5 separate regions of the Mus musculus genome follow, and all the other regions are linked to region 3. The links are chromatin contacts, called in public HiChIP or PLAC-seq, Micro-C and promoter capture Hi-C maps. All regions are on one chromosome and are shown on one strand. Each heading gives the region's core, a stretch centred on a gene start, on an enhancer-like site or on the middle of the called end of the contact. The rest is flanking DNA. Distances are from core to core; before and after follow the strand shown.

Region 1 (5,811 bases), core at 2,734-5,233, 680 kb before region 3:
TTCAGTGTGGAGCTCCCCGACCATGCAAACTCCCAGCATGAAGCGCAATACCAGTAAAGGCCGATTCTGCCCAATGAAAGGCTCCATTGCCAAATGAGTATCCTGCAAAGAGGCCAAAGCACTCCTCTCGCTTTAAAAACAAAACTATTCTTCCATATCAGCTGTCTTAAGTGCTCTTGCACAGAATCCTCCCTCCGCTGACCAACTGTGGGCTGACTGAACTGTTGGTGACGTTTAATTCACTGGGTGAGGCAAAGCAAATGATTGGCAGCTGGTCGGTTTCTATTTATTTTACACAACAATGAACTTTCTCTCTGCTGGTGGTTTGTGTTTGCCGGGTTATGCTGAACTGTTCTAACTAACCCAAGTAAGTCAGCGGTATAAACTATAAAAACACAAGTGTCCTTTTTAATTTTTTTAAGTCAAAGCTTTTTAGGAAAATAAATAAATCTTAGAACCTTTTAAGGAGAAGTACTTCTCTTTTTAAAAAATATTTATTTTTATTATTTAATCCTTTTTTTACAGTTCAGACTTTATACCCCTCCCAGACCACTCCACATCCCATACCTCCTCCCCGCTAAGAGGAGTATTTCTTGAATTTTAAAAACTAGTTATTTCAGAGGGAGAAGAGGGTGGATCTGGGGGAAGAGGAAGGGAAAACTGCCCCTGGAATGTAATGTCTGAGAGAATAAAAACATTTACAAAATAAAAATATACACACACAACTAATTATTTCAAACTAGATATGGTGTGGCACACCTTTAATCCCAGCACTTAGGAGGCAGAGGCAGGCAGATCTCTAGGAGTTCCAGACCAGCCTGGTCTACATGCAAGTTCCAGGCCAGCCAGAGTCCTGTAGAAAGACCATGTTCCAGTAAATAAATAAGCAGATGAAGAAGTCACCACACACCTAAGAACAGAGTGTGCCAGCTGAGCTCTCAGCCACGTGGCTCTTCCTAGTAGCTCCTGTCAGCCACGCGGCTCTTCCTAGTGGCTCGCAGCACCAGTTTGGTTCCCTTTACTTTCTTTTCTTTTCCATTTTCTCTCCTCTCCTTATCCTCACCATTTGTTATTTGGGCTTATTTATGGGTTTTTGGTTTTGTTCTTCTGTTTTGTTTTGCTTTTTGAGTTCTTTGTAGCCCTCCCTGGCTGGCCTAGCCTGACACTCATTACATAACAACCCAACTCGACAATCCTCTCGTCTAAGCCTCCAGAATGCAGGAATTACAGGAATGCACCATCTTCCTATATATACATATTTATTTATAAATATATATGTGTGTGTAATGTATATTATGCAATTGAAAACATTTTACAAACTGTTGCTACATTCTTTATTTTTTAAATATTATGTTTCTGAATTAAATAGGAACATTGAAAAATTTAAAGGCAATGGAAATATCAAACCAAAGGTACAATATCAGTTTTATGATAAGTGAAGGGCTATGAGAGCCATGGAAGCGAAATCCTGAGTGAACAGTACTTCCTGAGTCTTCGGCTGCGTGGGGCTCTGCACAGAAAACGGAGACAGGCACGGAGACTCTTGACTTAGGAACTGACACTGGGGAAGAGGGCCTAAGACACACAGACCCCAACCATTGTGCTTTCACAAACAGGAGCAACAAAAATCAGAAACTTGACCAAATTGTTATCTGTTCTGCGTGAAATAGTCCTAAAGGGACTTTTGTTTTGTTTTGTATTTTTTGAGACAGGGTCTCTCTACATAGTCTTAGCTGTCCTGGGATTTTTTTTTTTCCCACAGACCATGCTGGCCTCAAACTCACTGTGATCTGCCTGCCTCTGCTTCCTGAGTGCAGGGATTAAAGACTTGAACAACTAAAGACACATTTTATGGTGCAGATAGTGAGCAGCATCTTCACGGTCACTATCAGATGCGGAATGTGACAAAGTGGACTTAAACCATTTGAAGGAAATTTAGGTTTCATAAAGCACAAGGCAAAGCAAGATAAAACTTGCTTCTTTACCTAGTGGAATGTTAACCAAAAATGAAAATTGATCAACTGTATCTATATTTGCCAGTGGATACTGTGTATCCCCATACAAAAGTCTGAGGTCCCAAACATTGCAAAATGCAAACGAATAACACGGGAGCCAGTGAAATGGCTGGCTGCATGGGTAAAAGCGGAGGCCAGAGGGCAAGTTCCAGCATCAGGCCACTGGAGAGTCAGGAATGGGGTTCAGACAGACAAGGAGCACAGGGGCACGCTTCTGTAAGATCTGGTATGAGTGACAGGAACACAACAGCAAACACCCAAACAAACAAAAACAAGCAGAAAGGAAAGGCCACCCTTGGGCCGGAGGACCAGACAATTAGGGAAATGGGGTCTTATAAAATGCCCAACCCAGAGTCCACCTGCCAGAACTTCCAAGTCCGGGGGCCCATCCCATCCCACCAGGAGCTGTCAGCTTGCTTCAATAGAGCTTTTTACTTCACTTTCTCTGCCTTTGAGTCATCTATCAATTCTATGCCTGTCTCACACACAGAACAACCTCACCAGCTCTCCCCTACGTTTCTTTCACCTTGTTGGAGACAGGCTCTCTAAAAACAAAAACAAAAACAAACAAAACAAAACAAAAACAAAAAACAAAAAAACCCAAGGCTTCCGGATTGCTGTTATTACAGCTGCTCGAATTATAGGACCGGTTTTACTGGGTTTGGAGCACCCAAACTCAAGTCAAGTTTGAAGCGTTACACCAGCAGCAGCAGCAGCAGCAGCAGCAGCAATCTCCCTGGCTCCGAGAAATGGCAATGCTCACAAACTACATTCAACTCAATTGTGCTTTTATAAATGCTGCAAAAGGATAAGTGAATGTCCCAACCACGAGAAAGTATAAGCACACTTGTGCAAGCAGTCACCAGCAGAGAAACAACAGTAAAGTAAACGTTTGCTAAGTGCTTCCTCCAGCAGTGGGCTAACACGGCGTTAGACACGTTATTCCATCCTCATTTTCTCTACTATACAGACAGGGACACTGAGGTGTAGAAAAAAAAATCCACTTGATCTAAATCACAGTTAGTTAATGACTGATAGAACTTCAATTCAAAGCCAAGTCTAGATGACCTTCCTACACGCAGGTCACTGCCGCACACACCCTCTACCTTGTGTGTATATTCCACAAACATCCACGGGTGCAAACCTTTCCGGAGAACTTGAGACACTCCTTTCTTTCACTCAGAGCGGATGGAACTCACCGCAATAAAAAGGGAAGGGCTGTACAGAGTTCTCAGAACCCTGCTGCCCAGCTATAATAATTCAGTTTGATGTTCCTTCCAGAGCCCCTACAGTCGGGCTAAACCATTATCTTTACTGTGAAACCATTCCCCGCCGCCACACCCCTCCTATCGAGGTGCAAAGCCGATCTATTCTTTCCTCTAACAATTTTACAAGCCTGTTCAAGGACGGATATAAACGTCTATCAAATTTCCAAGGACACCGAGTGTCCAGACAGTCAGAGTTGGGCAAGCCTCCAAGAAGTCCCTCGGTGCAAACCCTCTCCCCACCTAGGCAGTGCTGGGCCCCCGCAGCTATCTCACGTCTCTGCCCAGGGACCCAGGGCCGTGCCGCCTGCTGCGTGCACGGATGGGCTGGACCCTGGCCAGGCCTACCTCTGCAAGCCCCGGTCCCCATTCACCCGCACGCTGAGTCTGACAGCTCCGGGATCCCACGCCGGAGCAACGCACCGGGCGGGAGAGGCGCCCTGCTGCGTAGAACCCGGACGCCCAGCGCGAGGCCCACAGCTGCAGCAGAGGTGCCGGAGCCTGGCACGATGCTCGTGAGTCACCGACTGACTCGTGGCCTCCGCCGGGTTAGTTCCCTCCGGCGCCACCTCGGCACTTGGCAGGCTCGCGTCCAGCGGGTCCACAGGGCAGGCCCCGGCAAGCGCACCCGGTGGCTTCCGCTACCCGGCGCCGCTCGACGACTCGGCGCTCGACCCAGCCCCAGCCATTGCTCCTGCATTCGCAACGCACACCCCGGCTCCCGCGGAGCGCCGAACGGTCGATCGCTCCGGCTCCGCCTGCACCGGGTCCCAGCCCCTCCTTGGCGTATTTCTGTTGGTCAGTCGTGTGGCGCACCTTCCGCTGTCGTGTCGCCTCTGGTAGTGGCATCCACTCGGTTTGCTGACCCTTATTCTCGCCTGAGGGTGTTCTCTCCTCTGGCAGAGCCCACAGTTAAGCCCGAGTTCTCCCACGAGATGGTTGTTTTAGCTTTGCACCCAAGCTGAGTGCCATCTCGTGGACCAAACTCCAAGGCAACTCAGTGTCGGTAGTCCTAGAGTGCACCCTGGAATTTAAGCTTTGCCACCCCTGCCACGAGGCTCTGGCTGAGTGCAGCGTGACAATACACATGCTAGTCAGCTCTGAGTTATCTGTCACTCCAGGGATCTAGGCAATTCTATTACCAAATTTGGGCCTCACAGTTTTTCCCCTTGAAGCCAAATTCTGTCACCTGTTCTCCATAAGTTAATGAGAACAGAGTTACTAGTAAAAAAAAAAAAAAAAAGCAAAAAAACGGAGGTTAATTCAATGTGGCCATGTTGGGAAGAGGGACAAAGATATCCAAAGACATATCCCCTGGATCCATTTTGGGACCTCAGATTTTAGGTTAAAATATATAGAGTTCGAGATGTGCACATCTAAGAGGTCCAGGGCAAGCTGTAGCCCACCTGTCACTGTCTGGACTCTAACTTCCCCAGCAAAGTGGCAGTCACAAATTGTCAGTCCCGTGTGAAGTCTCTTTTCAGCACCAGCATTCGGTCTTTTCCTTCTCTGAGTATGAGATTCTTGGGGAAAATTTCAGGGTTTTTTGAGGCCATAGTTTCAATAGTCTGATAGATTGAGGTACACAGACATCTCAAGAATATCTGCTAGACTAATTGCAGATCCAAGACCCAGGAAGGTGGGGAGCGGCCTGTGCTGCTAGCTCCTGATGAAGGTTGGTTTTGTTTTGTTTTTAAGATTTTATTTTAGCTTATTTTTATCATGTATATGGGGTAGGGGGGTGGGGCAGAGGATGTGTACACATTAGAGTGCACATGTCAAAGTCCAGAAGAGGGTAACAGATACCCTGGAGCTGAAGTTAGAGATCGTGGTGAACCTCCTGACATGGGTGACATTTCCCACAGCTAGGTGCAAGAGAATGAGAAGCTAGACAGTATTCTGAACAGCACAGCTGCACCTGTGTCTCAAACAACAACAAAAAGTCACAAGTGAAACTTTCAGATCTACTTTTTTAGGTTGTTTTTTTTTTTTTTTTTTTGAGACAGGATCTTACACTGTACCTAGCTGAAACTGGCACGGGATTGACTGTGTAGCCCAGACTGGTCTCAAGCCACGTCAGTCCTCCTGCCTCAGCTTCCATTGGGGGTTCTTGCTATAAGCTAAATGTGGACCCCATCAGACTTTTACAGCTTGTGGTCTATCTCAGTCAAGGATGAAGCTCTGGTTTGCATGGTATTAGTGTAGCCATGTTGGATCCTGCAAGGGTCATCCCATCATGAAAGGACAGACAATGAGTGGTTTTGTACACTGAGGTGACATTGTCTACCTTTCTGTCTGAGATCAGCAACCATCGATTTGTAAGTTGACCAGGTCACCATTCATGAATGCTCTGATAACACGTCAATTTCCAACACATTTCACATCATACTTTTTTTTTCTAAATACCATCTGAGCTGTTGGGTAGAGAATGGATTTGAATGGATTTGTTGAGAGTCAAGAGTTGGTTCCAGTGAAAATTCCACTGAAATAGATATGCAATTCATCTGGATGTAAAACTCATGAGACTTATT
Region 2 (5,713 bases), core at 2,558-5,057, 520 kb before region 3:
TGTGTGGGGGCCCTGGGCGTGTGCGTTCACTGTTCAATGATTGCAGTGTTCACAGGTACTCCTGCACACACCTGCTCATGTGGATGCGAGAGGCAGTTTAGGCATCTTTCTCTACCGCTATTCACCTTATTTTCTTGAGGCTGAGTCTCTCACTGACTGTAGCTATTAAATCTACAGGGTGCAGCTGCCTCCACACTACCTCGCAAGACGAGGGTTGAAGGCAAACACTGCCACAGCTGGCTTTGGGTCTTCATGCTTTCATAGAAAGCACTTCACCTAGTAAGATATCTCTTCAGACTGTGCAAGGGTCTTTCTAAAAGTTTATATGGCCCTACTGGTGCCATATATGAGCTGGAATTATATATATATATATATATATATATATTTTATTTTATATGCATTGATGTTTTGTCTGTATATATGTCTGTGTGAGGGTGTCAGATCCTGAAGTTACACACAGTTGTGAGCTGCCATGTGGGTGCTGGGATTTGAACCCAGGGCCTCTGGAAGAACAGTGTTCTTACTCACTGACCCTTTTCTCCAGCCCCTGGAATAAGATTCTTGTACTTCTCTTGTATTTATTATTGTCTTTACCCATTTTAGATAGATAGGTACGTCAACCAGCTTTTAACTAGCTATTTGTTACACTACTACTACTCTCCAAGGTGGTTGCACACAGTTCCGTTCCCATTAACAGTATATAAAAGTACAGTTTATTAATCCTAGCAGTCAAGTCAGGAATTAGGGAAGGTGCATCTCTGTGAGTTCAAGGCCAACTTGGTCTACATAGCAAGTTCCAGGACAGCCAAGACTACACAGTGGGGCCCTGTTTTTAAAAGTATTTCCCATCTCCCACAGGGCTAGAGCTATAGTTCTGTGACAGAGGACTTGCTTAGCATATAGGAGGCTGGGTCCTACCCTTAGCACAACAACAAAGCAACAGAAGTTTATTATTTCTCTACAATCTTACTAATGCTCACCAGAACATTTAAGTTCTGCCTGGCTGACAGGAATGAAATAGCATATATTGCTGTTCAATTTACATTTGTCTGATTACAAGTCTTTGACAAATAAATGTTCATACACACACACACACACACACACACACATATACATATAGGTGGAAATACATGCTAAATGTGTTTCTTATAGTCACAGTTTGTTTGTACTATTAGGAATAAAACCCAGGGCCTGAAAGGTACTAGACAAGCACTCTCCCTTCTATTACATTTCAAAACAGGATTTTGAGGCTCAGCAGTTATGATCACTGGCTACACTTGAAAAGGGCCGAGGCTCAGACCCTAGCACCCAAATGAAGGCTCACAACAGCCTGTAACTGGACTTCCAGAGTTTCTGACACTCTAATCTGGCCTTCATGTGATGCACATACATAAACACCTGCAGACAAAACGCTCACACATGCAAAATAAACCTATTAACCAGGTGTGGCAGCACAAGTCTTTTTAGTCCTTCCACTCAGGAGGCAGAGGTAGGTGGATCTGTGAGTTCGATGCCAGCCTAGTCTACAATGCAAGTCCAGGACAGCTAGGGAAGGCTTAGAAAAACCCTATCTTGAAAACACACAAATAAGTAGATAAATAGATAAATAAATAAATCTTTAAACACATACATACATACATACATACACACACACACACACACACACACACACATACACACATGCAAATCTGTAACAAAATCCTAGGATTTTTCCTAAATTGACCAGGCTTCCCACTTGCTGCGGTGACCAGCTGGCCTGAAACTCTTAATCCCTCAGTCTTCCTAGTGCTGGGACCACAACCCCAAAGCAGCCTTCCAACAGCACCCAAGACAGAAAGCTCAGGTACAGTGCAGGACAGTAAAGAAACAGCTGACTTTAAGGAATCAATCTGGAGAAAAGGCCTTAATTAATTCACTTGCTAATTAGTCTTTCTCTTCCTTCTTTTGTCAAGCCTTACTTTCAAGACAATACCTTAGGCACTCTAGGGTCTGTATCCTTAGGGATGAGAATGAAGAAAGTAGGTGAAGTTAAGGGCAGCATGAGTCTATAACATATTACAACTGTCCTTACCAAAACAAAACCAAAAAAAAAAAAAAAAAAAAAAACCACACACAAAATTATGTCAGACCCATAGGAAAACTCTATATTGTAGACAGCGCTCAGCTTGAAGAGGCTCACTTCAAACTTACCCTATTTGCTTTGCTTGCCTTTTGGAAGCATCCCAGTCTTTTTCTCTAAGCTATCTGCTCTCCTCCCTCCCCTTCAGCAATCCCTTTATCTCCCTTCCCCCACAATAACTACATACCCTCTCTTTTTCCCCATTCCACAGCTTCTACTGATCTTTCCTCATTGCCTGCTATCCTTCCATTGCTTTCTCCTCTGGAAATAATTATTATCCCCTCGCCTTTTCTAAGATGCACGCAGAGTAAAAGCAACTCGCCTAATCACCCCAAGTAAGAATGGATTCCTCCTGAATTGTAAAGCAGGCAGGAGGGTGAGTTGTCCTAACCCTCCCAACTTCCTTCCCCCTTCTAGGACAGCTGCTCTTCCTCAGAGAATTCTCCAAGTGTGTTAAGTCCAGACCATCTAGAAAAGGCTCGGATGGCCTTCTGTCGCATGCATGCTTTTACCAGGACCAGTTATGTATTTCTGTTCCGGGCATAAACAAAACTCGGGCAATTTCCTGGAAAAAGACACTGTATAAACAGGCCTCCTTCCCTTTCATTCCCGCTGGGCTGGCTTAGCCTATGCAGTAGTGAGAAGGCTGACCTGGAGAGGGCCAAACGGTCCCCGAGTCAAGTTTCCAAAGCTCTACTCCACTACCTCAATAAAACCCTCTCGGAGCACATCCCCCTCCCCGCCCCCGGCAGGAGTCCTGCTCGCTCCAGCTCCCAAAATCGGCTCCCCAGGGCACTAAGCTCCCGAGGCAGCTCCTGTTTCTCCTTCCTACCTGTCCTGGTCAGCTTAGCATAGGTTAGCTACCCTGGTGGGTGTGCCAGGGCGCAGGCCCCAACCCCCTTCTTCCTACCACTCCAGACTCAGGGGCTGGGGACTCTGCCTCCTCCTCCCAGCCCCCTCGGCTGACGGCCCGCGCCAGCTCCAGGGTGGCCCTGGTTCTCAGCCAAGACACGACTCTAGCTGGCTTTGTGACCTTGGGCAAGTCACTTCCCCCGGTAAGCCTCAGTTTCCTCCCCGGCAGAGCCGATTCCTCACGAGGTCCTGCCCTGCCCACCCCGCAGGAAGGGGCTGCCCAGCGGGTGCGAAAACGCTTTGTGAGGCGCTCTGCCCGGCGGAGGAGCAGGGCTCCCGGGGTCTCCCGGGCTGGACAAAGCTGTGGCGGGCAAGGCTCCTCCCTCTCCGCGGGACCCCTTGCCCCGGACTGACCCTCACCCCTCCCCGCACAGCCCGCCCCGCCCCGCCCCGCCTCGCCGGCAGACCCCGTACCTGCTCCGGGCGCTCTGCCGCAGGCACCGACACCCTGCGCCCCGCTCCGAAGAGGCCCGTGGCCCGGAGGGCTAAGGCGGCCGGCGGTGATGGGCTCGGGCCGGGGCGGCGGCGGGGGCGGCGGGGGGCGCGGGCGGCGGGGGGGCCCGAGCTCGGCGGGCCCCGGCCTGGGAGACGACGACCGAGGCTGGAAGTGCGCGGCGGCGGCGGCTGAGGCGGCGGCGGCGGCGGCGACCGCGACCGCGGCGGCGGCGCTTCCGCTCATGGCGGGGCCGCGGGCAGCGGCTCGGACTGCGACTCGACTCCGGCGCGGCGGGCGCTGGCTGGGCCCGGACCGGCGGCGAAGGAGGCTGTGGCGGCGACGGAGGCGGCTCCCGGCGGGCCAGGAGGCGGAGCCGAGCCGCGGCGGCGGCGGCGGCGGAGGGGGCGGGGACGCCGGGGGGCGGGGAGACCGCGCCGCGCCGCCAATGAGCGCTGGGCTCCGGGCCGTGGCTCCCGGGCGGCGTCTAGGGGGATCCTCAGCAGCCGCGGCCCGCCCAAGCGGGGAGGCCCGGGCCAAAGCTCTCGGCATCTGCGCCCCAGCCCGGTGCTGCCCCGCCCCCGGCCCGCCTCCGGGGCGCGGCCGCGGGCCTCGGAGGCCAGGCCGACCGCTGCGCAGGCCCTGCCGCTCTGCTGCCTCGGGCGGTGTCTGCGCTGGGGAGTGTACCCCGGTCCGCCCCGGTTAGCCTCAGCCTGCCGGGCGTTCCTCTGCCTTCCCTGCGCCTGCCTGCCTGCTTGCTTCCTGCCTCTGCCCCCTGCACGTCGGTCCTCCCTCCCGGTTGTCTCCTCAAAGTTTGTGCTTTTGAGACACTTAGGAAAGAAACTCTCTCTTCGCTTCTGAGGCTGATTGGTGATAGATCAGTCTCCGCGGAGCCCTAGAGAACCGCAGAGGCGGAGACGCAAGAGTTGGAGATGAACGAGCGCCCTTCCCTGAGTCCTGGAGACCCATCTTGAATTCCCAGCAGAAGCCAGTCCGACTCAGCGGTGGTCCTCGCCCCTGTCTCCGACTTTCTCTTCCTCTTTCTCACTTTAAATACCCTTGTCGGGAAAGCCCTGACAGGAAGCCGTCCAGGCAACTGGGCCTAATCTCAGAAGAGGAAGAGGCTTCGAAGTGAGGAAACATTCGGAGCTGTACTGAAGGCTTTCCTATTATTTGGGGAAGATTTCTGAGGATTCAAAACACCATCATTCCCCCTCCCCCCGGTCTGCCCTCTTTTCTCAAATGCGATGTTGGCGGCTGAACCGATTATCTTCCCATCATTCTCTGGCTCTCGGCGTTATCCATGGAAGAGCAAAATAAACCCAACCATGTGCTGAGTAGAGTCTCTAAGTACAGGCATGTGGGTAAGGGTGCAGCTAAGCTGCTGGCTAGATTGTTTTAATAAAAATTAGCCTCAGCTTTTTCCCTGCACCATGCAAAGAAAGACTGGGAGGGCAAAGCAGACGATCTTTGGCAACAGACATTTCCAAGTCCGCAGTTGACACTAGATGATGCATTGTCTTTCATCTATCCGGTCATTAGCGGTGCTCAGAAATGAAGCTACGACGATAATAACGATATTGTCCAGGCCTTCAGAGAGCTTGCAATCTCCTTGGAGGTCAGAGAGTCTTAGAAGTTATGGATGATAATTGCATCAGAGAAGATCATTCTTGGTCACTTGAGATATTTGTAGTCAAATTTCTGAGCTACACAGAACCTATCTCAAAAAACAAAAACAAAACAAAACAAAAAAAAACCACACACACACACACACAACAACAACAAACCTTTTAAAGATCTTAAGAGCCGGACGTGGTGGCACACGCCTTTAATCCCAGCACTCAGGAGGCAGAGGCAGGCGGATTTCTGAGTTCGAGGCCAGCCTGGTCTACAAAATGAGCTCCAGGACAGCCAGGGCTATACAGAGAAACCCTGTCTCGAAAAACCAAAATAAAATAAAATAAAATAAAAAAGATCTTAAGGATGAGTAGTTCACCAAGAAGGACAGCTCGGGGAAGCTGTACTGAAACACAGTGAGATTATCTTTGACCAAAGGACCTAAATTTTCCTGCATTTCATCCCTGAGTTTCTTGTCACAGGAGAGTCAGATAATGTATTTTCAGGCCAGGGCCTCCATCCTAATAAGGCCACTGAAGAACATCTGTAAACTACTGTCCAGAGGCATCGTCCCTTTCATGAATCGCAGCCATCTTGAGCATTGTTTACCCTGTTTTTGTTGTTATTGTTGT
Region 3 (4,997 bases), core at 412-2,911:
GCCACGAGGGCAAGAGGTAGGGGGACCTCTGAGGACAGACGGGGGAGAGGGAACTCTGAAAACAGAGAGGGGGGAGGGGAAAAAAGAAAAAGGAGAGGACATATGAGATTATGGAACACACAGAGAGCCGGGTGGCCAGCAGTCCTTTTATAGGTCCTCTAATCCCTTGCTCGGTCCCTGGGAGGAGTCTAGTGAAATCACCTGTAAGCTAACAATATACTAAGAGGAGTTATTATGGCCCTTGATTAAAAATTCAGTCTTTTAATACACACATACACACACACAAACACACACACAGCATTCCTTTGGCACATATTCCCTGAACTGTCCAAACATGTGACCTACTTCTATACCACTTTTTCTATCCCCCAAATAGGTTTTTCAATTTTGCCTTTTTATAGTGTCTTGTCCCTTTCTTTCCTAGCACATAACCATAATGCTAATCGAATTTTGTAATTATTTTCAAACTCCTAATACTGTAACAAGACCTTAAAATTCTTCTACTTTATCTGGACTTTCTAGAACAGCCTGACATTTTCCTGAAACTCTTCCCCCAACCCCCCTATAATTTAGTTTAAGTAAATATAAGCTTAGTTTTCTAATAACGTAGAAGGCTGACAGCTTGGCTCTAATATGTTCAATAAATGTTGGCAAAAAGATTTAAAATCAAACTCATCTATCAGGGATGTTGTCAGTACCTAATTCGGTATTTGTAAAGTTGCTTAGATGAACTTATGTTTGTTTGTGTTTGACTGTGACAAGGTCTTAAGTAGCTCAGGCTATCTTTGACTGCTCCACGTTGCTAAGGATGAACTTGAATTCCTTATTTTCCTTTTTCCACCTCCTCTGTACTAGGCTGCTTATGTGGTGGAACTTAAAAATGAACCCAGGGCCTTCTATGCGGTAAGCAAGCACTTTACCAACTGGGTTACACGTCCAACCTCATAATTAAAGTTTTTTTGTTTTTTTGTTTTTTCTTAAAGGTGTGACCAAGGGAACCAATGCTGGAGGCCGTGAACACCGTCTCCTAGTACCAGAAAGAACAGCATTTACTCCGTGTTGCAGGAGTGCAGCTCTTCACGGTTCACAAACAGTTAACAAGGCGGAAGCACCTCCGAGTGCACTTTACAACCTAAGGTGAGAAAAGCCGTGCGGTCACTATTCCCACTAGCGGAAAAACCAAAACCCAAACCAGACACTCTCAAAAATGCCTCTTCCCGCGCTGGCATTATCAAGGTCCCTCTCCGAAGTCACCTACTAACCCTAAATCCCCTACTAACTCTGACCTCCACCCGGAAAAGGGGCCGATTTGCTCTGCGCCACGTGTTACTACGAGGGCGTCACCCAGAGCTAGAAAAGAGACAGCCCCTGCCGACCGGACCAAGGTATCATGGGAATTGTAGTTTTCTTTCCAACACGGGAGTAAGTGAACTCGCACTTACTTTTGCCCTTCAAGTAGCTTCTATTTAGTATAACTCATAAGATAAAAATATGCACCATAATTTTTTCAGCCGAGATTTCTTTTCGAAAGGAAGGATGAAGAAAAAAAGAACAAAACCAAACACAAAGTTTATAGGCGGAGAAAACAAAGGGTTAATAAGCGTTACGCATGCGCTCGGAGGACTCGCGGGTTGGGCGGAAGGACAGCTCCCAAGAGCTCTGTTTTCCCCGGAAGTACCTTCTCCTCCCTGGAGTCCGCGCGGACGCGGCTTCCTTACCTCATTTGTCCTCGCCCCTCCCCGTTCCTCTACGCGTTTCGGTTCCTGGTTGGTGCTTCCTGGTCGCGGCCGCGGCAGTGAGTATGTGTGTGACGGACCCCGAGCTGTCCCGCGGCCGGGGGACCCCTTCCCCTCTCCGCCTCGCCCGCGGAGCTGTGGAACTAATGCGTGCCCCTCTCTGGCCTTCCCCTCCCGGTCCTTCGGGGCTCAGCGCAGTGCAGCGCAGCAAATGGCCTCTCAGCTCCGTGCCGCCCCACGCGGCTCAGTGACCGGGCTGGGGTTTGGCGGCCCGAGACCAGGGCTTGGGCAAGGCTGGGCGGCGATGGCCTTGACGGGCACGTCTTCTCTGTCGGCGTTACTCCACCGCCTCCCACGGTTCACCCGTCCTGGGGAGGTGGGCCAGTCCCGAAATGTGGAGGTCTCCCTTCGCTGAGGGGAACCTGGCCCTCAAGGATGCGTCCAGTCGGGGGCCACCTTAAGCTGGTGCTGTCAAGTAGCCGCTTCACGAGTAGACACAAAGAATCTGGGAACTATGCCCCATTCCTTATATAAAACCAGGGTATCCTAAGATGATCCTCTGCCCCCGCGCCCGCACACCCTAACAGCAGACAGTTGTAGTCAATTTTACTGTGGGGAAATCGAGGTTGGGAGTTGGCAGCCCCCAGTTCCAGCCATCACTGATTAGCTGCCGACGCTCAGAATACCTTTAGGTCGAGTTTACTGTGATTTCAAGTCTCAGGGTTGAATGAAGGAAACTTTTTTTTTTTTTTTTTTTTTTTTTTTTTGAGACAGGGTTTCTCTGTATAGTCTTGGCTGTCCTGGAACTCACTTTGTAGACCAGGCTGGCCTCGAACTCAGAAATTCGCCTACCTCTGCCTCCAGAGTGCTGGGATTAAAGGGGTGAGCCACCACGCCCGGCAGAAGGAAACTTTTAAGGGCCTTTTTTAGCCCATTGGATAATTTTTTTCCTGAGCCTGTTTTTCCCAAGTATAAAATCACCCTTAATTTAATGACTAGGCTCCCTTCAAAAGCTCTCGACTTGGTGTTGAACATTTAGACCTTAAATTGCAGCGTGTGTATTTAAGACGGTGTTGTGCTTTAGGGACAGTTAATTATTGTCATTTAGTCAGAGGATGGGGAATGATCTGAGGGAAGAATTGGAAGTGAAAATTGTATGAAAACTACACGATTAACAGTGCATGGGACAAATAGGAGAAGCACTGTTTCCAGCAGAGTCCAAAGAGTAGTTAGAAGTTAACATCAGTAAATTTAGCATGCATTTCTGACATGGAGACAAGCCCATTGTTTCTCTCTTTGATGGTCCCATTTGGATTCCTTACCTCCTTTGATTGGAAGTGACAGTAACATTTGAAAAAGGGGCAGACATTTTAACTTTTGTAATTGGTTTTGTTTCTGCCTTCACTGAATCTCAGTAGCACACTGAGATTCTTGTAAGTTATAAACCTAAGTGGAGAATAAACTATTAGTCATTTTATCCATTGACAACTGTGGATTTAAAAATTCAGCCCTCAAGGTGGGGTCCAGCCCCAGGTAGAACACTGGCTTAGCATGTCCAGGCCCCTGGATATAGTCCCCAGCACCATCAAATGAATAAGACCAAATTTGGGATTTAAATCTACCTCAGATGACCTATAGCACCCAGAAAGAAGCTCTAAGCTGGAAATACTTTGAAAGAAAATTAAGAGCAAAGCGTCTAGAATGACTAGTAGGTAATCTTTTAAGGGGGAATATTGGCTTTTAAGTCTTGGTAAATTCTGGAAACCTAATTAACCTTTGTTAGTTTAAAGAAATTCAATGACTGTCCCCCCCCCCCAAAAAAAAAAAACCACAGTGAGTGGTTTTATATTCTTTCTTTAGATAAGCTTCTTTTCCACTTCTGATATTTTAGATTTTAAAATGTGATCAGTCTTCTGAGTTGCTGTGCTTTGATAACATCTTTTGTTTATTTACTCTTTGGGGATGGGTTCTAGGGGTTAAGACAGGAACTTCTGACCAAATGCTAGGATTATTGTGTGTCCCTGTGCCCTACCACACAGAACTTTGATAAAGTTTAAGTACCAGTTAGGTTCTTAAATAGTAAATTTGTAAGTTTAAATGTCTACTACTCCTTTTAATTAAAATGTCTGTTTCAGGTTTGTATTCCCTGTGGAAAGTTAATGTATATGTCAGATAAATGTAGGTGTTTAGCCAGTACACATATAGCAGTATTTGTAGTGATGATTAGCTTAGATCAGGAACATGTAAATCATGCTAGCCGAGTTCTTAACCAAGTGTCCAGCCTTAGGGAGGCCTCCTTGTGTCTTTGGACCTGTTTCTTCAAATGTTTCTAAAGGGAGTTTTGTGAAAACAATCCAGCAGGTACTTTTTAGATGTAAATGTTTGTCAGAAACATGTGTTAGCTGGTTAAGTATGCTCAGTAAAAAGCTGAGAAAGCCTTCTGCGTCAAAAAGCGTGTGTGTGCACATGCAGATACACATGCAGATTCATACTCATCCTTGAGTATACTTTTTAAAAATTAAGTGAATTTGATTGAAATTAACGTTGTAACAAACCAAAACAGCTTGAGGCAAACCTTAACTTTGGCATATATGAGCTATATAAATATAAAAGCGTATGTTATGCCAGAACACAGTTTTCAAGTACAGAAGGAACAAAATCCTCTTAACTGCCATAGGGGTTAAATTGTTAAATTCATTTTTCTACCTTTCATGGGAAGAGATAAATCCTTAGACCCAAAGAAGTCCGTTTTTATTATGGCTCTGTAGTTTATTTTTGGCATATATTCACAGGTGTGCCTATGGCTCTATTCTTAATCCCTTTCCTTTGGGATGGCTCCAAGAGTGGTACAAATTTGTAACTCTGTAATTTAGCTCTTTCATTTTTTTTTTTTTTTTCCTGTCTGCCCTGGAATTAGGTTTTATCTTAAGTCCACACTGGATCCTCTGGATGGGTCCACTGAGGATTTTGAAGGAAGCATAATTCCTTGACTTCTTTTAGAATTAATTTACCTATTAAATAAAAAAAGGAAAGAATTCATCTTTCATTTGAAGTCCTCTGAGGCTAACATTTCAATATAAACCGATAAATGTCATGAGCATTATTATTCAGACAGCCACATTCCTCTGGAATGACAATAACAGCATAGAACTTGAAAATAACTTGAAAGATCACATGGAGGGAGCAAGTACATTATAGCCTTTAAAGGAAAAAGAAATTAATTGTGTTTTGTTCTGTTTTGGTTTATTTTGAAATAGTATC
Region 4 (5,096 bases), core at 1,119-3,618, 600 kb before region 3:
AGTTCTGTCAGCAGACGGGGCAGGGCAAGAGGAACTTTAAACACAAAATACAGGCTGCACGAACGGTCTCTAGCAATGGAGCTTCTCATACAAAAAGGTTTGAGATAAAAAATATCACAGCTTGGGGAGCTCAAGTCCCTGTTCCCCAAATACCTAGGAATAGTAACCTCTAAAGACCAGACTTCAGGCTAAGACCTGAGGTAAAACACTTAAGTGGAGTGATGAATGTTTACCTACACTGTATTTTTTTCTCAATGTACTTTTAGTGACCTTGGTGAAAAAAGACTTGACAATACTTATGGTAAAAGTTCTATACTATCAGCTGAAAGACTGTGTGTACTTCATGTACAAATGTTACGTTTAACTGAGGATGGCCTGTCCAGTCTATCCAATAAACTTTAGCTACATCTATTCAGTACTAGGGAGGCTGAGGCAAGAACATCCCAAGTTCTAAGCTAACCTGGGCTAGAAATCATGATCTTGTCTCAAGATTTAAAAAAAAAAAAAAAAAAAAGAAAAGCAAATGAAAATCCTCAAACAGTAACAAAAGGCCAAATAAAGGAAACAACACAAAACTAAAGGCTCTGCTAAGGAAATGAAGACAAACTCCTAAGTCTGAAAGTAAACAACTGTAACGTAAAAATCTGGACTGTAGTTTAAATCTCCTTACATTTGTGTAAGTCTGTAGCAATTTAAAACCATGAACAACACTCTTCACTATGTTGTGACAGTGAAATTTTCCTTGGGGACTCCAAGTTTAAAGACTTGTTTATGCTCACACATACAAAAAAAATAAGATAAAATAAAACGTGCTTAACACCGTGTGCTTTTACAGTTTTTTCCCTCAGTCTTAGATCTAAGGGTCTCCTTGGTAACAGGCACTAAACAAAAAAAGGGCGTGGTTTCCTACCTTCTAACAGGCATATGCTAGCAAAAAAAGGAGGGGAAGGTGGAAAGGAAAGAAAAAGAACCAAATCAATCGCTGTTAAGTAAGTTTCTGATGACACTGACACGGAGTGCTCTGCTCTGAGAGCCGGACGGGAGCAGGAGAGTAAGAAAACACAGCTCGGGGCTGGTGAGATGGCTCAGTGGGTAAGAGCACCCGACTGCTCTTCCGAAGGTCCAGAGTTCAAATCTCAGCAACCACGTGGTGGCTCACAACCATCCATAACAAGATCTGACTCCCTCTTCTGGTGTGTCTGAAGACAGCTACGGTGTACTTACATATAATAATAAATAAATCTTAAAAAAAAAAAAAGAAAACACAGCTCTCAGAATGGCAGATAGTAAAAGAGATGCTAGAGAGGAATTTAAGGACATCATAAAGTGAATGCTGTAGTACTGCCATGCTTTGATCATCTCTGACCCATCTGTAACTTTGTTGTCAATGTGGCATAAACCTCATAAACATGGTAAGAACAAAAATACTGCCAAAGACCTACTACCACCCCTCAGAGGTTAATAAAGAGGAATATTTGTTAGTTTACTACACAGTATATTTTGGATATAAACTATAGTTTATCTCTGTATTGCAAACATAATGTGCACTCTTTACACTTATGAGTATGTGAAGAACAGTGAAGAATATTTACTGTTTTCTAAAAGCTAAGAGATATATACATGTTAAGGAACTAAGCTATAAGGATTAAAAAATAAAAATCCCAAAGACCTTATTTTAATTAAAAAGCGACGGTCAACAAGATGGCTCAGTAGGTAAAAGGGCTTGCCACCAACTCTGATGGCCTGGATTAGATTCCTGAAACCCACATAGTGGGTAGAGAAAGAGAATTTACTCCCCAAAGTTTGTCTTATGACCTCCACATGTCATGGTTTAAATGTGTGCCACCCTATTAAATAAGCGTGAAAAGGGGAGGACAGAATGGATGCAAGCAACCAACAGTATGATATTCACGCACTATAAAGCAGGAAATACTGGAACATAACTGAATTAATAAGAAAATAAAAGGTAGATTTGATTCCCAGCACAGCACAGCCGTGCAAGTGGCTTGTGCCTCTGACCAGAGCCCTCCTAAGCAGAGGACTGCTAAGAACTCTAGGCCAGCCTCACATAGTAAGTCCTTTCTCAAAACAATAAAACCAACCCAAAAGAGATAAGACGTATATTTGCCATTCTTGATCTTCATTCAGCAAGGAATGTCACAAAAACCTCTCTCCAAATGAGCTGTTCCTTCTTCTAATTAGTACTCTACCTGCAATTCTCTTGGGCGGTTTTTTATGTTCACATAAGTGAAACCTGTAGTGATTTTCACTTTTTAAAGTAAATGGATTCTTTGTATCGTGCACCACATGTGCGCCAGGTGCCCCTGGAGGCCAGAGAGGGCGTGGTCTACCCTGAACTGATTAGATGCAGCCAGTGTTCTTAACTGCTGAGCGCTCTCTCTGGCCCCGTCTGTGTTTTAAGCAAGTCATTTACCATCAACAATCGTGGTCGGTTTTACAAATCTCAAGTACAAGCACCTGGCTAGCAGAACAGAAATCAGAGTCCGCTTTATTCTTCACTCTTTGATCCTTTGGAAAATGTTCCATCATCACAAGTAAAAACAAACAACAAACCCCTGGCACCCTTGGCTCTTGTCACACTAGGAGCTTTTAAGTATATCTTTTCTATCCACAATAGTTTTCTTCTGTCAGAAACTCCATTTATCTCTAAAGACAAATAATATGGTGGAAGAAATTATATTCAAGTCCTACCGTATCTATAATGCATCACCACTGGGCTTGACTGAAGCTAGCACTGACCCTCACGGTAAGTTCATAGATTTATTTGTGTGGAATATATGATAAGCTGACTTCCTATATAACATGTCACCATAAACTCTCATCATTTGTGTATAATCCTCCCTTATTATACTTGGAGCAGATCCCACTGATGTGGGGGAGGGGGAGCAAAGTAGGAATGCATCTCAGGGGGATCAAGATTCCAACAGCTGATCTAAGTTAATCAGGAGAGAGCACCCTAGGAGAACCTGACTTAATCAGAGGCAGTCCTAAAAAACACAACTGAGCCTTTCTTGAGAAGCTATCAGCCTTCCAAACTAAGGTACAGCGCTGTCAGGTGAGAAAAGGGAGCCACAGAGCAGGGAACTGGGGACAGCGGCCCTAGGCACCAGGCCAGAGCAGTTACCATAATCTGTCAACCAATGATTTTAAAAGAAAACAACCAAGGAAAGAGTGTGAACTCCGGCCAGGTAAGAAAGATATGAGCAGAAGACCCAATAGCTTATACCAGAGCTTCTCATACAAGGTTTTTGGCTGGTTGGTTTTCTTGACGAGGGTCTTACTATATATATAACTTAGGCTGGCCTTGGAACTCAAGAGATCTGTTTGTCTCTGCCTCGCAGAAGCTGGGATTTAAGTCCTGCACCACACATAAATTTTAAGATAATAGGTGGTTGTTTAAATTCCAGGTAATCAGATAAATACAACAGAAAGCTAATGTAACATACTACATCTAAATTTACACAACTAAAATGAAATGTTCGGGACTCAAACTTTCCTTACGGAAGCATAAACTAAGATATTTTTATAGGGCTTGGATATCACTCAATGGTAGGGCACTTATCTAGCATGCACAAGCCCTTGCATTTGAATTCTCAGAACCCCCTCCCCACAATTTTTTTAAAAATTGAAACAAAATCTCAACTGATAATGGCTAATTTCATGTCAGGAGATGAACTGAACCCTGTGTTGATTAGTTCTGTCAACCTGATACAAGCTCCTGGTCTCATCTAGGGAGGGAATCTCAGTAGAGAAAATTTAAAATGTACCCTCAAACTGGCATATAGGCAGGGCATGGTGGCACACACTTTTATTCCCAGTAGGAAGATCTCTTAGTGTTCAAGACTAGCATGCTCCATCTACATAGTGAGTTCCAGGCCTAGTCAGAGCTACACAGCGAGACCCCATTTCAAATAAATAAAACAAATTATATAAACACACACATGCACACACACCTACACCTACACCTACCTATAAGGCATTTTCTTGATTAATGACTGATGTGGAAGGGCCAGGCCCATGGAGCAAGCAGGCCATCCCTGGGCAAGTGGTCCTGGACTGCATTAGAAAGCAGGTTGGGCAAGACAGTCTAAGCAGTGTAAGTACCACAGTCTCTACTTCTGCTCCTGGCCTAACTTCCCTTTAGGATGGATTCTGAGCTATATATAAGTGACATAAACTCTTTTTCCCGAGGTTGCTTTTGGTAACTGTTTGTCACACCAACAGGAAGCAAACCAGGACAGTCTCTCTGATCTGCACACACTGTACAGGTTTAATTGAACTGATTAAAAAGGCATGCACTTCAGAAAGACCAAGGAGGACCTTAAATCTTAGTTCACCTTGGAGTTTAAACAGTTTTAAAAGTAACACTGTTCTTTACCACTTAGTTTGACCACCATTAGTCTGTAATTCAAAATGTAAGCATGCTTCCAGTTAATTAAAAATAAACTTGTTACCTTGTAAAAAACTGTTAGGCATAATTTCACTGATTCTTCCTTGATTAGGCTAAGGTTTTACCACACTCCTAAGCTGATACACTGTGTGAGTCTCTAGCCTGCAAATGTTGAGCACTAGGGATACTTGGTAACTGCAGCCTAGCTCAGGATGCAGCTTCTAACTGCCACAGCAGCACAGCCGAGAGGAAATCTGCAACCTCTTAACTTCTTTTTTAGTGTTTGTTTACAGGTAACTAGATGGCAAACTCACCCGGTGTAGCTGGAAAGTAAGACTAACGTTTACATATGCCTTTCAAGCATCAGGGCATTAGTAGTTTATGATACTTTGGGCAGCTAATAACATCAATAACAATTTAATCCTTGTCTTAGAGATTAGCACAGTTGCACTATTGTGCTAATAGGATTTAAGGAAACACTGTTCCTTCTAAAATGGTTTCTAATGGCAGCTTTCTACTATATTCAGTTTTTGTTTTTTTTTTTTTCATAAAAATGGAGAGATTTAACAGTCTTCTGTGCCAGCTTTTTTGTCTGTTTTTAAGACAGAGGATGACCTTAAACTCCCAAGCATCCTGCCTCAGACTCCTAGGTATTAAGGATGTACACCACAACTTCCAGGATAGT
Region 5 (5,114 bases), core at 2,504-5,003, 590 kb after region 3:
TTTTTAAAAGATTTATTTATTTATTTTATGTATATGAGTACACTGTAGCTGTACAGATGGTTGTGAGCCTTCATGTGGTTGTTGGGAATTGAATTTTTAGGACCTCTGCTCGCTCGGTGTAGCTCAGGATGGCTTGGAATTCATGGTGTAGCCTAGGCAGACTCAAACTCTCAGGGAACCTCCTGCTTCAGTATGAGCCACTACACTTGGATAAATATAAACTATTACTTTCACAAATACTGTGTCTTGTTTGGGCTTCACTGGGGACAGAGGGGTAGCCTGTGAGCTCTGTTACTGTCGCCTGGAAAGCAAGCTCTTCAAGTATGATGCCGTCTCTATTTTTGTTGTTATTATTGTTGTTGTTTTACCGAACGATTGTTTACTGGGGGAAGGTGCATCAGTCCTTCTGGGCCACTGCCTTCCTCATGCCTGCCAGCATGTTGCTCAGCTCCTCCTGCTTTCTCTTGGCACAGATGTGTGCCCACCCTCTTCTTGATGAGCTTGAGTGCACGCTTGACCTTGGACACTGAGCAACTCCATGGCGCGCCACTTGTAGGTCGCAAAGCCCCACATCTCCCAGAGCATGTCCTGCACGAACTTGGTGAGCTTGATGAGGCGCCTGTGGCACCTACTGTGTCTCGGCTTGCTGACATTCACTGTCACGTTATGGCCCACAGCCATGGGGTAGCTCGGGACCATGGCTACTGCTCTTCACTGGCAGCCAGGACAGGAAGGAAATCTTTGTTCTTGGCTGAGAGATTATCCATCCATCTCCCTCCCTCCCTCATTTCATGCATACAGGAGTCCTCAGAGGCTAGAAGAAGGCATTAGATACTCTGGAAATGGAGTTACTGCAGGCGTGGGCCACCATGTGGATTGTGGACACTGAACCCGGGTCCTGTGTAAGAACAGGAAATGCTTTTAAGTATTGAGCCACCCTTACAGCCTGAAAATAAATAGGATTTTTGAAGCTAGGATAAGCAAGAAGACTTTTAAAAATGTGTGTGTGTGTGTGTGCGCGCGCGCGCTTTGTCTGCATGCATGTGTATACTTGGTACCCTTGAGGTTAGAAGAGGGTGTCAGACCCCCTGAAACTGGAATTACAGATGGTTGTGAACTGAATCTAGATCTTCTGCAAGAGCAAGTGCTCTTAACGGAGACATCTCTCTAGTCCTTCAGAAACAATGATACTAAACAGATCGAGAACTAACTTACTGCTCCGAAAGCATAAGAGACTGGCAGGAGAGGCCAGTGTCTATTATCATTCCAGCTGTGTTGCATTAGAAGAAATCAGTTGCATAACAATTAAAAAACACAAAACATCTAGTTATTGGGTAGAGAAAAAAATTGTTCCCCACCTGTTTGATGAACTAGGTCTTGAATGTCCAGAGACATGTGATAATAACTGAGACTTGGGGACAGAGTTCGGAAAACCTTTTTGATTATTTACTTCCTTTGTGACTCAAAAAGACCATAAGGAAAATAAAATTAAAAAATAAATAAATAAATAAAAACAAAACAAAACAAAAGGCCATAAGGCCAAAGACTTCCAATGATGTTTTAAATGTGACTTAATTTTGGTTACTAAAGTTGAAAATTCTTAAGCTTTCTAAATGGTATTAGTATATATAAATGGGTCAATGTAGATTGACTTGAAGTTAATTCCTTATTAACGTGGTTGTGTATAAACTCTCTTTGTCTTTTTTTGTTTGTTAGTTTTGAGACAGGGTTTCTCTGTACAGCCCTGGCTGTCCTGGAACTCACTCTGTAGACCAGGCTGGCTTCAAACTCAGAAATCTGCCTGCCTCTGCCTCCCAAGTGCTGGGATTAAAGGCGTGCGCCACCACCGCCTGCTGTGTACAAACTCTCAAAGGTCCTCTGTCAGTGCTCTTAGCCGCTAAGCCATCTCTCTGGCCCCTAAAGGCAGCATGCCAACAGGAAGAGGCACAGCTGAATTTGAGTGCGATTTTTAGTGCTCTCTCAGGTTTTATTTTTACTGATATTATAGAATCATGGTCTTTTTTTTTTTTAAGTTTGATTTTTATTTATACAAGTACACTGTCGCTGTCTTCAGACACACACCACAAGAGAGCATCAGATCCCATTATAGATGGTTGTGAAGCCACCGTGTGGTTGTTGGGAATTGAACCCTGGTCCTCTGGAAGAGCAGTCAGTGCTCTTAACCTCTGAGCCATCTCTCCAGCCCTAGGGTCATAGTTTTAATGTAATATGCTCTTATTTTAGGTTTCAGTAAAAATATCTGGAATAAATGAATATTCACATATTAAATACAAGCATTTTTAAAACCACATATTACTAACTTACTTATTCTGTGCTATAACCACCATTGCCTTGAGCTTATTCACAATTTAACTTTTTGAGAGTCATTATGACATGAACAGAGAACATGTAAACTTATAAACTCTTGTTTATTCCAATTTTCTTTCCTTAGATTCTCTAAATTGTCAGTGAACATGGTTAGTTTTTTCTTCTTCTTTTCTACGGTACTAGGGGTTGAAGTTAGGGCTTCACACACGTTAGATAAACGTTCCACCGCTGAACCACATCCTCAGCCCAGTGAACAGCTCTTCAATGCCTTTGGGACCTTAGTATGCTTTTCATGGGGAATGCCCTGCACTGTGAAATCTGATTATGTGGAGCCAATTCAGACCGAATGATGATTTCTTGATTTTCTGTCTAAAGTTCAACCATTGAATATCTAAGTCCCTTTCTGCAGACATCTTCCAGGTCTGTCTTCACGGGTTGGCACATCCTCCAGGTTTATATCACAGTCACTAAAACGTAAACTCCCTACAACGCTACAGACCTACAGAATTGGTTGGGGTTTATTTTGTTTTGTTTGTTATCTATCTGCCTTTCCTTTTACCTCGGGCTATCCTTTTTGAGGACTAAACTTCCCTGCACTGGAAACCTCTATTCCCTGTTAATGAGTTCCCTGAAAAGAGGTACTCAGCAGCTGGAGCAGAGAGGAATATCGTCAGGGGCAGCAGGAGCGGAGACAGGGGAATATCATCAGGGGCAGCAGGGGCGGAGACAGGGGAATATCGTCAAGGCCCGGGCAGTGCTTGGCAGATGTAGTATGAGTATGACGGACAGTGGGCTCTGGCTTTGTGGATTTGAATTGATTGATCTCTAGCTCCCCTCATTTACTCCTAGCTGCACGTATGTTCTTTTTGCGGGGAAGAGAAGAAGGCTCTAACCCTGATAAAGATTTCCCTTACTGTGCAGCAACCAAGATTTGGGCAGATATGTATGACATCAATAGATTCCTTTAGTCTAGGCCCTGTACAGTCCAATGCTTTTTAAATTCGACTGCTCTTGAATCTTTATAGAGTTCTAGGCTGAGTAAGTAGGCAGTGTGCCAAGAGCTTTACTGTGTGACCTACATATAATACAGTAATCACCGTCCCCTCCCCCAGCCCCTCTTGCTGCTCCATTTCAGTGTAAGGACAACAGTAGATAATCCGACCCAGTCTGGTAGGACTGGTCCGGCACACAGCCAGCCAGTGCTCCCTGACAGCTGAGGGCCGACTCTCTGCTGGTTGTAGTCGGGTTCTGTGTGCCCTACATTGCACACACAGGGCTCGTGGATCCTGACTTCACAGTCCTCCTAGGTTGTGGCGCACCCGGCGGTGGTGTCCCTGCTTTTACGTCCCCGGCAGAGGGCAGCCTAGCGGCGGCGCGGGTTTCCCAGCCGGCGGCTTTAGGGCGCGACACCCGGAAGTGGCGGCTGGAGCGGGAGCGCTGAGTTGTCGGGCGGCGGGACAGCGGCCCGGAATAGGGGGCGGGGGCGTTGGTCATGTTTCCCTTCGGGCCCCACAGCCCGGGCGGGGACGAGACGGCTGGAGCCGAGGAGCCGCCGCCTCTCGGAGGGCCGGCGGCAGCTTCCAGACCGCCCTCTCCAGCTCCGCGACCGGCGTCTCCGCAGCGAGGAGCTGACGCGGCCTCTCCCCCGCCGGTCGCCGGGAGCCCTCGCCTCCCGGGCGGCCCCGCGGTGTCCCCAGCCGAGCGCGCCGGAGAGTTCGCGGCTCCCGGAGCTCTGGAGTTGTCCGCCGCCACCGCGTCGGCGTCGCAGGCAAAGCTGTCACCCTCCTCCTCGCCGCGCAGACGCTCGAGGCCGGACTGGAGGGCGGGCGGGCGGAGCCGGCAGGGCCTCGGCGCAGGCCTGGGCGGCCCCGGGGCCAGACTGTTCGGGTGGCTGAGAGAGCGAAGCCTCGGTCGCGGGCTGTTCGTGGACCCGGCTCGGGACAATTTCCGCACGATGACTAACCTGTATGGGTCCATCCATCCCGCAGACTCGGTGTACCTCAGCACCCGCACCCACGGTGCTGTCTTCAACCTCGAGTACTCTCCGGACGGGTAAGCTCCTACACCCCAGCGGGCTCCCTCCGCTCAGGCTGGCCGCAGCCGCTGGCCTTCGTGCCCCCCGGTACTTTGTCACCTATGAGCCCTGGCCTGGCCTGTTGGGATAGGCAGGCCCAGTGCTTCCCTTCGGGGTCCTGGAGGCTCGGGGAAAGAGAACTACTTTTAAGCCGTCGCTTCAGGTCAGTCGGAGCCAGTACACAACTAGGGCGTTCTGGTACACCAAAACAAATAGGCTTTAAAGAAATGCTCGTCGTTTTCCTGTGATCCTCAGTTGGCTTTGTTCTGATCTGAATTTATGTGAAAGGTAGAAAACTTGCAGACTCTTTGGACCGTGTGCCAGATCCTGCCACGAAGGAGACAAATGAAGGCTTTAGAAAGACACTAAGACTGCAGAAATCCGCTTCTCAGGGTTTGGGCCATTTTGTGGGATAGACTGCATGCTTAGACTGCTAAGATGATTGCTCTTGGTTTACTTCAAGCCATAGGGAATTTTCAGACTACCCCAGGGAAATTTAGTAGTACTCTGTCTTGTGAGTGCACAAGTTTAACAACAAGTTTAAAATACTGCTTGTGGCTCCACGGTAAGATGACATAATAACATTCTTATCACAATATATCAAGACTACATATATATTAAAACATTATAAAACAACCGGTAAACTATATTAAAAGGAGAAGAAAATAGGCTTGAAGGGGGGGAAGCGACTAAGTTAAATCATAATGATGAG

What was found. Promoter capture Hi-C pulls out the DNA fragments that hold promoters and counts their contacts. A called contact is a pair of places that touch in the nucleus more often than the background predicts. HiChIP or PLAC-seq counts read pairs in DNA pulled down with a chosen protein or histone mark. Capture Hi-C pulls out chosen DNA fragments and counts their contacts.
Region 1: a promoter capture Hi-C map of hippocampal neurons shows a contact between it and region 3, with 2.3 times the contacts expected there. The contact joins the promoter of Gne here to the promoter of Zcchc7 in region 3. A contact is called at or near these places in 3 of 39 promoter capture datasets (the HPC-7 cell line, HPC-7-derived erythroid cells, embryonic stem cells and 1 more) and 2 of 115 datasets of contacts at active chromatin or transcription factors (astrocytes and bone marrow-derived macrophages).
Region 2: a Micro-C map of embryonic stem cells shows a contact between it and region 3, with 4 times the contacts expected there. The contact joins the promoter of Rnf38 here to the promoter of Zcchc7 in region 3. A contact is called at or near these places in 1 of 39 promoter capture datasets (cranial neural crest), 5 of 484 Hi-C or Micro-C datasets (CD4 T cells, LSK cells, embryonic stem cells and 1 more) and 3 of 115 datasets of contacts at active chromatin or transcription factors (astrocytes, memory CD8 T cells and neural progenitor cells).
Region 4: a contact with region 3 is called in an H3K27ac HiChIP or PLAC-seq map of extraembryonic endoderm stem cells, with 4 times the contacts expected there. The contact joins the enhancer-like site here to the promoter of Zcchc7 in region 3. A contact is called at or near these places in 7 of 39 promoter capture datasets (the 3T3-L1 cell line, 3T3-L1-derived adipocytes, the HPC-7 cell line and 4 more), 3 of 484 Hi-C or Micro-C datasets (CD4 T cells, Th1 cells and embryonic stem cells) and 4 of 115 datasets of contacts at active chromatin or transcription factors (astrocytes, embryonic stem cells, extraembryonic endoderm stem cells and 1 more).
Region 5: a promoter capture Hi-C map of liver shows a contact between it and region 3, with 3 times the contacts expected there. The contact joins the promoter of Dcaf10 here to the promoter of Zcchc7 in region 3. A contact is called at or near these places in 2 of 39 promoter capture datasets (erythroid cells and neutrophils), 1 of 484 Hi-C or Micro-C datasets (embryonic stem cells), 1 of 115 datasets of contacts at active chromatin or transcription factors (regulatory T cells) and 2 of 9 other capture datasets (adipose tissue and liver).

What each region holds. Positions count from the first base shown.
Region 1 is chr4:44,068,734-44,074,544 of GRCm38.p6, forward strand. Gne (glucosamine (UDP-N-acetyl)-2-epimerase/N-acetylmannosamine kinase) reads right to left here and starts at 3,984. Exons shown (of 12, transcript NM_001190414.2): 1 at 3,629-3,984.
Region 2 is chr4:44,230,098-44,235,810 of GRCm38.p6, forward strand. Rnf38 (ring finger protein 38) reads right to left here and starts at 3,808. Exons shown (of 12, transcript NM_001379580.1): 1 at 3,446-3,808. The coding sequence starts at 3,710.
Region 3 is chr4:44,754,898-44,759,894 of GRCm38.p6, forward strand. Zcchc7 (zinc finger, CCHC domain containing 7) reads left to right here and starts at 1,662. Exons shown (of 9, transcript NM_138590.4): 1 at 1,662-1,795.
Region 4 is chr4:44,159,148-44,164,243 of GRCm38.p6, forward strand. The region is part of intron 2 of Rnf38 (ring finger protein 38); the gene reads right to left. Among named protein-coding and RNA genes, the nearest start is that of Mir5106, 60 kb to the right of the region's middle. Within about 2 kb of position 2,369, at least 30 of the 459 cell types and tissues checked have an H3K27ac peak or open chromatin away from gene starts, as enhancers often do. A contact at or near this core is called in extraembryonic endoderm stem cells and memory CD8 T cells, where this site is marked.
Region 5 is chr4:45,338,348-45,343,461 of GRCm38.p6, forward strand. Dcaf10 (DDB1 and CUL4 associated factor 10) reads left to right here and starts at 3,754. Exons shown (of 7, transcript NM_153167.2): 1 at 3,754-4,380. The coding sequence starts at 3,821. It also overlaps the pseudogene Gm12585.